2 separate regions of the Oryzias latipes genome follow, and region 2 is linked to region 1. The links are chromatin contacts, called in public Hi-C maps. All regions are on one chromosome and are shown on one strand. The core of a region is the stretch at or near the end of the contact, and the rest is flanking DNA. Distances in the headings are between cores, read along the strand shown.

What was found. Hi-C and Micro-C count contacts between places; a contact is called where the count stands out from the background.
Region 2: a contact with region 1 is called in a Hi-C map of embryo, with 2.1 times the contacts expected there. The contact joins two enhancer-like sites. A contact is called at or near these places in 3 of 5 Hi-C or Micro-C datasets (embryo, fibroblasts and gastrula embryo).

Annotation. Positions count from the first base shown.
Region 1 is chr12:12,595,831-12,602,059 of ASM223467v1, forward strand. No RefSeq gene overlaps it. Among protein-coding and RNA genes, the nearest start is that of LOC110016009, 17 kb to the left of the region's middle. Within about 2 kb of position 1,276, at least 1 of the 8 cell types and tissues checked has an H3K27ac peak or open chromatin away from gene starts, as enhancers often do. A contact at or near this core is called in embryo, where this site is marked.
Region 2 is chr12:12,688,434-12,694,221 of ASM223467v1, forward strand. It overlaps tbx3 (T-box transcription factor TBX3), which reads left to right. Exons shown (of 7, transcript XM_011481780.3): 2 at 459-741; 3 at 890-1,036; 4 at 1,901-1,977; 5 at 2,219-2,376; 6 at 2,785-3,431; 7 at 4,142-5,788. The coding sequence ends at 4,597. Among protein-coding and RNA genes, the nearest start is that of tbx3, 5.0 kb to the left of the region's middle. Within about 2 kb of position 4,533, at least 1 of the 8 cell types and tissues checked has an H3K27ac peak or open chromatin away from gene starts, as enhancers often do. A contact at or near this core is called in embryo, where this site is marked.

The sequences.
Region 1 (6,229 bases), core at 26-2,525:
TATAGTTAGGAGTGGGACTTTAAAAACACTTTGTTAACACCTTATAGTCTATTTGAAATAGGTGTTGTCAAAGGCTTTACATGAAAAAACATTAATCATTATTACGCCCGCTAGTAATATCTGAATTATTATTATTATTACTATTTGTGTATAATTACAAGTTATGGCTTGAATGTGACATTTTCACTTCTAAATCCAAACAAACAAGTCGCCAAACATTAGATAAAAATCTGAAAGTCACCTACTCCGTCCAAAATAGGCGTGATTCCCCTCTGCCAGGCAAAGTGGCACAGCTGGCAGAGAAAAGAGCAAGCAGAAAGCAGGCAGCGTGTTAAATGACCTCAGGATGTGAACAACCTTGGTGGCTGGGAAGGCCGGCACTAATTAGCGCTGGGCAGCAATGTTGCCTGTCAGGGATTTTTGGAGGGGCATAATCTTTAAAATCCCCCCCCCCCCCCCCAACCCCCATCCCACCCCAGTGGGTGTCCTCATCACTCCCCCCTTATACTACCTCAAAACCCTCGGGTGGACTGTTCGCCCCCTCTCACGCCAGCCATGACCCCATGCATAATAATGAGGGAATGCTTGTGGGAGGAGATGACTGACCCAAACTGTGTCAGTTAAATGTTAGTCTGCCAACACCCCATCATCATTACTGTCACCTTATTTTGCCACCACTCCATCAGTGATTCAGCGTTCTGCTTTTTTCAAATTCAGACTAAAAACTCGTTGATTAGACGTTCTCTTCTCTACACTACCAAATCACACCATGTGTCTGCCTTAACAACAAGAAATAGACTCTTTTGATCAGTACAGCTGTTGGAATAAAAAAAAACAAATTATAAATGTCAATCATTAAATCCGATTTTTTACATCACGTACTTTGGCATGAATTGGTATTTTCCTGATGTTTGAAGATTGTGGAACTAATATTCGTGACTGGTAGTTTATGGATTCATTTATCACCCGCATCTCATTTATTTCCTTCAATTCAGCTCAGGGGTCTGATTTTGGCGTTGGCTGGCCACCAGTGCTGGAGCGTTATTCCTCTTCACACAGGCCTAGTGTTAACGCCCCTGGCCAAGTTCACAGATTTGACTGACTGTGGACTTAATGCTGCTTGCCTTGTTTTCAGCACTTGTCCCTCCAGATTTGCCACCCTGGCTGCACAATTTCCTCCAATTCTAATTATTCATCAGCTCATTATGCCTGTTCCAGGGCGCCTCCCCTAATTAGAGGTGACATGGGGTTGGGTCTCAGGCTAGCCCCAAGTGAGAGAACCAGTTCAGAACCAGTCTAAGGCGTGTGCTCATGGAGGACTGGGTAACTGCCAGCTCCTCAAAGTGAGGAGGGGAAAAGGAAAGCCTGTCTTCACAGTGTGATGTGATGTGCCTTCACACAGTTTCTCTCTCTCTCACACACATTAATCATACATCTATGTCTTATAACCTCTAGATATGTGTAGATGCCCAAAAATGATAGAAATTCTTTCAATCACTGGTGTTACAAACTGCTTATGCAGTGTGATTTTTTTTCCCTAATGTATTTGTGTTGGCGTTTTACAGCGCCATGAGGAAGAAATATGAAGATGCAGCAGCAGAGAACAGTTTCAGTGAGCAGGGTAGAGGAGCGTAAATTATTAAATCATTGTTTTCTAATTAACCTCAGAACCAAGACATAAAAAAAGTTCTCAAGCTCCAAACAATCCAACTCTTTGTCAAAGTAAATGGAACATACATGGTGCTCCCAATATCTGTCGATGTCAACTGTTTGTGTGCATTAATGGCAGCAAGTACCGGTAAGTGACATGCTAAATAGAAACAACCCCAAACGGTTCTAATATACCATGGAGAGATTTTAGTTTTTTAAACTAAAGTCAATTTTGAACCCTAACTCTGTCAGTATTGCCACAAACTCTGTGGTCAGATTGAGTTTTTTCCCTTTACTCCTCTTGCTATTTTATATCCGTATAAAATAAGGTTAAGGTTGGTCAGAATTGGATCTGCTTTTTTTCAAATAAAAACACAAAAATTTGTTAACTCATCTATGTTATTTCAGAAATGAGAAATTTCTTTATCCAATTTCCAAACTTTTCAGAAGTAATGTAACAAATATTCCTGTACAGTTTCCTGTTTTTTAATGCCTTGCCCCCTGTCATGGTCGCACTTGGTCTGAGTATGTGATCACCACAGCTGTTTTCTGTTAGGCTGATTGGCCCACACTGTACTGTTTATCAAACCATTTTGTAACTTTTGTTTTCTCCCATCATGCCATGTTTCAGTTTTTGTTTTAGTGCACTCAGGTTCTTCACGGTTTTATCAGTTTTGCAGGAGTTCAATCATTTCTTAAAGTTGTTAAAGTTTTGTAAACGTGAAATTGGTCTCCTGCACTTCAGGCTACATGCACGAATGACAGAACACGAGCAGTGCATAACCACCCTCCTCCGTGTAGGTTGGCTTCTGCCAAATTTTAGCTAAATCTTACAGCAGTCTCAAAAATGATTCGGTGGCTTTGGGGAGGAGGCAGGAGGGGTGCATTCTTAATTTTCTTTATAGGAGTTGCAGAACCTCCAACTCATTTTTCTAAAATTTTTGCAAAAATGGACAAATTCATGCTCAGAATTGTCATAGGTCAAACTAACTTATGTTGAACCCATGTTGCCCCCCCTAAAATTCGGAGTAAAAAATACCAGGTAACTGCGGTGCATTGACAAAGATTTTAGAGTAAATTGTGGCTAATTGGAGAAAAAAATGTAAATTGTATATATTAAAACAGCAAATGTCCAATTGTTGGTAGTAATGGAAGATGTGCATAAGCATATCAGCCAAACAAAAATGAGATGTTTTATATGCTAAAGTTCAGATATGTAAATACTAGTAAAAAATGAAAAGTCAAAGGTTTTTGAGAGAGTTTGGTACATTATCATTAATAAGAGTGTAACGATTAATCGACTTAATTGATGAATTGATGTTGTGTTTTTTTACGATCCAACCAGATCGATCTGTATGAGGCAAATTGTTAATCAAATCGACCTATACCAGTATAAAATCCTTTTCAATTAAAATAATTTGATTATAATCAACATTGGAACATACCATGCAGACTGAGGTACGGTAGGTTTATTCTATAACGTAACAATCACCAATTTTATCACAGCAGACAACACACATGTGATGGCAGCAAAAATGATCAGTCCAATTTGTGGAAACACTTTGAATTTTGGAAAGACATGTGGTAGTTTGTTCTAATAATGATATTTGGATTATTATAATATAGAAAAACAAAAGTGGACTGTATTTTATGAAACTAAAATGTTGGTGGATTTATCATTAATTCTTGTTTACTTGTTTTTTTATACACATATTTAATTTACACTTGATTGTCTTGCTCTAAATACAAGGTTTTACCTTCCCAGGAAGCCCAGCTGTTAAGTAAAAATGTTATGTGTCATATCTCTTATTGGTGCAAACAGCTGAATGAACACAGTGATGATTCCATATTTTTTGCCAAAGGTTGTCTTTATCCTTCCATTTTTGCATTGGCTAACCTTATAACTGTTAGTCACTACGCCTGAATTGACACTTAAACTAACAGATCTGGCTAAGTAGAATTAACTGTGACATTTGTGTGTGTGTCGCTCTACTTGCCTTAGGTTTTTGTGTGACCCTGTGTTGCAGCGTTCGCATACACGTGTGTATGTGTGTTTGTTCATTAGAATTTTTGCACATTAGCAGATCTGCAACCACTCTTGAGTGTGATTCTCCATCTTTTTCTCACCTTTCTTCCCTTCCCATTTTACCGCTCTCGTCTTGTCAGCCTGCTTTGGCCTCTAGTCAAAGAGTTTGCAGAACGCTGCGTGGAGAATCTGTTGGTACACAGGTTCATGCTATCAAGTGGCAAGTGCTTTCAGTTGCAAGAGAGAATGTGACACGCACCTATGTGCAGCAAAGTGGTCCTTTTTTTTCACCCTTTCAAACACATTTGCGCATAAACAAACTCACGTGTGTGCACGCAGTAGCGCTAATTAAAGCCTTCGGTGTGAGCACAGAAATATGTAATCCTGACATTTAGTCAAGGAAGATTTGGGGAGTTGAAGAGAAATTCTAGCGCTCATCTTGAGCTGGGCCTGAGGCAGGCTGGCAGACAAAAGGACAGCGGCAGGCAGAGGAACTGGGATACGGAGCGGTGGAAAGGTCATCTCCGTGAAAAGGCTAACGTGTCAGTGCTTTTGTTCCTGGCCCTTGGAACATATGTTTGTCCCTCCTCCGCGGCTGCCCCTGCTATCGGGATGAAATCTAACCCCCAACCCCCAAATGCAGGAACAAAACACACTTACATAGTAAGATAAAATGATACACACAGACACACACACACAGTTGTGTTGCTCTACCACAGTAGTTAGGGTACAGGGGTGAAAGCTGGGCTGGAGGTGTTGTCTTACCATTCTCAGTGGTGGCACACCTGTCCACTGCTGTACTCAAGAATCAAGATAAGAGGTGGCAAAGGAGAAGAAATGGACAAATGTGTTAGACTGATTCACAGATTGAAGATTAAATAAGGCTAGATTTACACAGATAATCACAAACTAAGAAATTCTTTGTAAATTGCGTGGATCTAACTATTTACCTGCTTGTTCATTTAGAGCAGATTTGTTTTCAGTTTTAAAAGTGGACAGCTCTAAAACTGTAAGTTTACACCTGCTGTTAGAATGTGTCTCAGCAGACATCCAGATGTCTTCTTATGATCAGATTTCATATCCTTACTTTATGGATACCAAATTGGCACTCCACATCCCATTCAAATACTAAAAACATGACTCATTATTACCCATATATACAGTAGTTGTGGTTGCAGATGTTGGTGATATAATACTATTCAATTGTTCAATTTAATTTAATTCATACAAAATGGTCTTTTAAAATTAGTTGTGTTAGGGAACAAACATGTCCGTTTCAATCACACCTAATCAAGTGTTTTTAATAAATGTATTAAAGCACAAATTCAAAAACCAAGCAAAATTAGAATTGAACCTTTTGTTGAAACACGGTGAAGCAGGTTTGGAAAAATAAAAGTCGGACAAAAGGCCTAACACAAATGGCGCAATAATGGAAAGAAATTAATTTGTGAGCATAGCTTCTGCACTCCTAAATAACAGTCAAATAAATATTTTAGAATGACAAATAGTTAAATCAAGATTTTTATATAACCCTAGAAATTCTGGATTAAAACTCCTTAAGAAAAGATAGTGACTGCAGCCAAGTAGCTGATATGGAAACTGCTGGGGAGCCTTCATATTTAGATTAGTTAACAGTCAAATAGTGTAAAACGGTCCAATTTCATGTTTATTTTTTTTTACCTCGTTTACAATATTTGTTTTGCTTTTGGGGCCATTAAAAAACTAATACTGTGAGATTTTTACAAACATCAATTTGTACTAGTTTACTGTTGAAATGGCAAATAAAGTGGGACATGATCTTTGGATTCACAGAACCTCACCTCGTCATCAAAGACGGAGCACTGCACATTTGAAAAAAAGGTTTCATACTTTCATTGTAGTCTTATTCTCAGTAAATTATATTTGTAATTAGATAAATATAAGTTAAGACTTAAACTGAAGCTTCACTTTTTTTTCAAGTGTACCGAAGAACAACTGCAAAAATCTTTGTATAAACAGATATAGTTATGTAGAAGTGGAGTCAAAATGAAGGATCAGCTGATTGTGGAGAGGAGTAAAAATGGTATTGTGTAAGTAGCAAACACAGTTGCTAGTGTCAGAGAAAATTAAACGTTTCAAATTATTATTATTAAAGTAACCATTTGCAAAAGCACAATCGACAAGCAGATGGTAGAAAAAGACAATAAAAAATATACTTAAATTAAAATGTTAAAATGCTTATGTGACTCATGTCAAGTCAGTGGAAACATTTTAAAAGTTTACACTTTACAACTAATAATCAAACATGGTATATGGTTTTTTGTGCCCTTGTTTGAGCCTTTAAAGTCTACTTTTCCAATTTAGCCAATAGTTCAGTGTTACAACATCCTGACATTGGCGATGACCAGAAAGTTAAAAAAAACTGCCCTGTGACTTGTTTTATTGAAACTTGTGTAAATTTTTTTTTTTTACTTTTTGTAGTCCTTAGGAAAAACTAAAAGAGATTAAACAGCCGTACATCAAATCAAATAAAATAAAAAAAATCTGCATTTGGTCCTTGAAAAAAGTGATGAC
Region 2 (5,788 bases), core at 3,283-5,782, 96 kb after region 1:
CGCTCCCATTAGCTTTCAGCTTTAAGGATCCGTACACACGTTCTGATATCAGGAATATGGTTTGCTTATAATCCTCTCACCCTTTGCGAAAATGCTCTGTGTGTTAAAATGTCAAGTGTGGGTGCGTAAAGCTCGGTCTTGGTTGTTTGTCGTCATGGCAGTGAAAATATGCAAAAGGGGCTGCTGTGTAAAGTCTTCCAAAGCTTTAAAAAGGTCAAACACTTTCTTTAACGCACACACTAAGAGGCAGATTTTTGTTGCAAATACCATAAACTCCAAAAAAGTGGTTAAAAATTGTAGATGTACGCAAAAAATACGTGTTTATTTTTAGTTATAAGTGGTAACATTTAGAGCAGATTGTGCGTTAACCCCAAGTTTTTGGATACAAAGAATTGCTAAAGTTCCCCCAACCTTTTCTCCAACCTTATTTATTTTATGTTTTCCCCTCTTCTTTTCAGGAGGATGTTTCCTCCCTTCAAAGTGAGGTGCACTGGTCTGGACAAGAAGGCCAAGTATATACTTTTGATGGATATAGTTGCAGCCGACGACTGCAGGTACAAGTTTCACAATTCGAGGTGGATGGTGGCAGGAAAGGCCGACCCCGAAATGCCAAAGAGGATGTACATTCACCCGGACAGTCCAGCAACTGGGGAGCAGTGGATGTCAAAAGTTGTTAATTTTCACAAACTCAAGCTGACGAACAACATCTCCGACAAGCATGGATTTGTAAGTTCAACTAATGTATGTACATTTTCCTAATAATCGAATTATTCTTGAATTATTTGCATTTTATTGTATTATTATATTCTTGTTTTTTAAATGTATAAAGAGCATAATATGCTTGTTTTTGATTTTCTAATTAGGGCTTCTTTTTACGTGTCTGTTGCAGACTATTCTTAATTCCATGCACAAATATCAGCCTCGCTTTCACATTGTGAGGGCAAACGATATTCTCAAACTCCCGTACAGCACCTTCAGAACATACGTTTTCCCCGAAACGGATTTCATCGCCGTGACTGCCTATCAAAATGACAAGGTAAGCAGGATTATTACCCTGAGGGGTGGCCGGAGAGTGTTCCAACACTTTTTAACATTTTCCCAAACATAGATTGGTGTGTCCCCGGTCCTGTCATGCGCGCGCTCTCTTTCATGCACCGCAGCATTTTGTTGTCATTAAATATGAAAGACGTCATATCTGGTTGAGAGAATGTGGGGGCTGGTGGTTGGCGGGGGGGGGGGGGGGGTATGATGTTGCAAGGAAGTGCCACATTCACCAACCTGCATGTGGTCGGAAAGTAATAATTCTGTGGAATGCTATACAGGTTATCTTACGTTTATTTAATCACGTGAAAGGGATTTGGCACTGGCTCAGGCTTCCTTTCTCCCTCCTCTGGATATTTTGTGCATACGTATGTGTGCATGTGTGTGTGCGTGTATATGTTAACTGAAGGGGCTTTGGTTTGAAAAAAAATTAGGGGAAAAAAGAAAAATCCGGGGAAGGGGGGATGGGTTTAAAAGAGGAAGGGGATGAAAGGAGGATGGAAATTTAACTTTAAGACTTTTATTCTTAATTAAAATCAATTTAGAAAAAAAAATCAGATGGAAAACGTTGGCACCGCATCCACCTGCGCTCGTGCGCCATTGCGCACAAGAATTAAAGTGGAGGAAGAGGAGTTGTGTAAAGTCAAAACAAAGTTGTTAATTTATTTTTCTGATATTCTTTATACATAAAAGAGTGGTGCAGACTTGAGTGTTTAATGTATTTAATTTATTTGAGCTTTTCCGAGGTGTTTTTAACTTAACAACCCAACATGAACATAGTTCAAGGCACGAGTTAAAATAAATAAAAAATGTATTTATACATTTACGTGTCTTTACATATAATTTCTTTTTATTTCAGATAACTCAACTGAAAATCGATCATAATCCGTTTGCTAAAGGATTCCGTGACACCGGGAATGGGAGGCGAGAGAAGAGGTAAGACAAGAGGATTTAATAGAAAAAAACGAAGGGGATCTGGCTGGGTTAAATTTGCACCGAAACTTTTACATGTTCCCTTTTAAAAATACTTTCCGTTTTTAAATAAACGAATACATACAAAGTTAGTGGATTTGGTCTTTTGATAACATCCTAAATATTATATTTGATTATTTCCTGCGCTACCCCAACCAGAACTTTGACTTTTGCCGCTTCTAACAGCCTGATCTTTGGATTGTAGGAAACAGCTGGCCCTTCAATCCATGCGTTCCTACGAGGAGCAGCAAAAAAAGGAAAACGGCGCTTCAGACGACTCTTCCGGCGAGCAGGCCCCCTTTAAGTGCTTCGGCCAGGCCTCCTCCCCTGCTGTTTCCACTGTGCCCCCCCCACACCTAAAAGGTAAGATGTCAAGATTCTTTTACCCTCCTCTAACGTTAGAAAGTCGAGTAAAGACTTTTTTTTTGTTGTTTTTTCGCTTTGGTATTTTTTAAAGCATATTTAACAGTTCTGACATGCTCTATATACTGACGTGCGAACCATCAAGGAAAAACTAATTGGATGTTCCCACATTGTATGTTAATTGAAATGCGTAAAAAAGCGCAAGAAGGAAAGAATTTAGTCATTAATTGGTTGCATAATTTGTGTGCCTGAAATGTATGTCGGTGGGAATCGGGAAAATAAACTTTAATTGCTGAGCAGACTAATTGTGTGTCATTGGATACCAGTGCGCTCCCGTACGTTGCAACAAGTGCCCTGCACGTTTGAAAGGTGATCGCAAAAGTCAACAAATGCCTTTTTCCTCTGCAGATTTCTGCGACAGTGACGAAGACAGCGACGACGAGAGCAAAGATGGACACAATAAAGACGGACCGGACTCCAGCAAGATCTCCACAACTACCGAAGACGGGAAGGACCACGAGGCCAGCCCGATGAAGCAGGGGGGGAATGCCCTCACAACCGACTCTGCCGGCAGGATTCGTGAACGCGGCCCTAGAACTGAGAAAACCCCGGCAGACTCACGGCAGAGCCCCATCACGGTCATCTCCAGCACCACGCGCTCTGGGGAAGACCTGAAGAGCCCCAACCTGGACCAGTCCAAACCTGACGAGTGCAGGTCAATAAACAAAGAGAGCTTCATGCCTTTGACTGTGCAGACGGACAGCGCGCACTTGGGCCACAACCACTTGCATAATTTCGGATTTCCACCAGGTTTAACAGGACAGCAGTTTTTCAATCACCTTGGCAGCGCGCACCCGTTTCTGTTGCACCCCAGTCAGTTCAACATGGGGGGTGCGTTCTCAAACATGGCCGCGGGGATGGGACCTCTACTGGCAGCAGTTTCCTCGGGAGGAGTGAGCACCATGGACACAACGAGCATGGCATCGCCCTCCCAAAGCCTGGCGGGGACGCCGGGCCTGCCCTTTCACCTGCAGCAACATGTCTTGGCATCACAGGTAAAACCTGTTTACTTCTGTTCGGGACCTCATGCAACTATGAAGAATGTGATTGGACTGCCGAATGACAGATCTCACACGTCATAAGCAGAGATACCGTTCATGTTATAAGAATATTTATTTATTAAAACAATCAAACCAAGTTAGAAAATGCGCTCTATCTGACTGTTGAATCAGATAAAAACTTTTACATTTGACAAAAGTAAATTGTTTTTTACTTGTAATTCAGAAGACACAAACTTAAAATGCAAAAAAAAAAAAAAAACACAACATATTGAAGTACTGAACAATCTATTGACATGCGCCCTTGCACTACTCGCGCTTGGTACGTTCCACCTTGGCTTAGGAGATAAAAAATGATATTTTAAGAGTCAATAAATGTGATTTCATTGGTTTTCTTGTTGGACTTAAATCTTTAAAGACAGTTTACTCTGTTTGATGGCAGAAGTCGTTTGAATTACAAATTCTTGAGCAAGCAACACGCTTGTGTTACTGCTTAAAGCTTTGCAGCGCGCGCTCAGGGGGTTTAGTACTGAAAGGTTTCAAAACAGAAGCAGTAAACGTGAACAAAGGGGACACAAAGACGCCTCTGGTATTTTCTTTCTAATGCAATGCGTTTCCAAGATGTTTTTTTCCTCGCGTTTTTACCCATATTATGCTACGGCACCAGCCTGGATCTTCACGCTCCGTTTCTCTGTCCTCCCCCACAGGGCATTGCCATGTCTCCATTCGGGAGTTTGTTCCCGTATCCGTACACCTACATGGCAGCGGCCGCCGCTGCTTCCTCCGCTGCCTCCTCCTCGGTTCATCGGCACCCCTTTCTGAACGCGGTGCGGCCGCGCCTCAGGTACAGCCCCTACCCCCTCCCCATGACGGTACCGGACAGCACGCTGCTCACAACGGCCATGCCATCGATGGGCGGCGGCGGCGGCGTTGGCACCGAGCTTAAACCGGATGGCCTCGTCCCTGCCAGCCCCGTGTCTGCCGTCACGCTGGATTCCACGTCAGAAGTGACCAGCCACTCATCCACGGTGTCATCTGGATCCGTGTCCATGTCTCCAAAAGCGTGCGCGGAGAAGGAGGCCGCGAACGAGCTGCAGAGCATCCAGCGCCTGGTCAGCGGACTGGACTCCAGCCAGGACAGGGCGCGGAGCGGGTCGCCTTAAGGAACAGCATGAAAACGACCAGAAAGACTTTCAACTTCATTTAGGAGGACAACTTCACAGATTTATTAAGGTTGAGGAATAAAATATTAAATGAATAACTCCAAACGTCAACTTTTGGATTTTTTTAGTTTCTGAGATGCACTTTGTTTAATACAAATGTATATTTCTTTCTTTTTCTTTTCATTGTTTCTCTTAAATGAAACCCTTCCCCTCTGTCATCTGAATACCATACAAGTATTGAAAGGAGGCGCTGGTGTGTCTGTGACTTTGGAAAGTTTGGAAAAGTTGCTGCTCTGTCCTTGGATTTTCTTTAAGGAAAAAAAAAGTATTTGGAACATGCACTCTGAATCGAATCTTTGACCTACAAAAAAATAGACTGCTGTATTGTGTTGGAGCTTTATGAACTGATTGATCGATCGGTTGTTGCATGTCCTCTGAATCCAGGAGGTTCTTTTAAGAAGGAAACATTTAGAAAAAAAAGGTTCCAAATTTAAAAGTCATTTCCCAATTTCTTTTTTAAATTCATTCAACTTCTTTATGGAAATAAAAAAAAGGTCTTAAGGAATGACTGCTGGGCCAAATGTGCCCAATCATGTGGATTTGAACCGGCAAAGGGAAGCAGACATCTATTTAAAAGAAAAAAAACGAAAAATAAAAGTTACTATTGATAATTTGATTTGTGTAAATAGGGATATATCAAATATTTATGTAATTATTTCATATTGGTATTGCCTGTACATACTATGGAGTAGTTTGTTTTTAGGGATCAGTTCTTAATTTATTATCAATGTACCTGTGTAAAAAGTTTGTGGATTATTATTATTCTTTGTTTTTCCCCTTTACCGTTTATATTCAACTCTTTCAAAAAATATATTGTCTTTATGCCCCCTTCACATAAAAAAGAAAGAAAAAAAAACACCTCAGCTGTAGTTATTCACACTTATGTGCCATTGTATTTTCACCTGTTCTCCCTGTGTGTGAAGTGCTACTGTTTGAAACGAATGAAAAGGCGACAACGCACTGCACCCGTGGCTTGAAAATAAAAAAATATATTTTTTCTTTTGGAAAAGTGTCGTTAAAGCGTAACGAACATGGATCCCCCTCCCTCCTCTTTTTTATTCCACATTTTGCGCACCTGATCGTCATAGTGCCGCATAATCGATACAAATATGAAGGTTTCTTTTTGTCTAT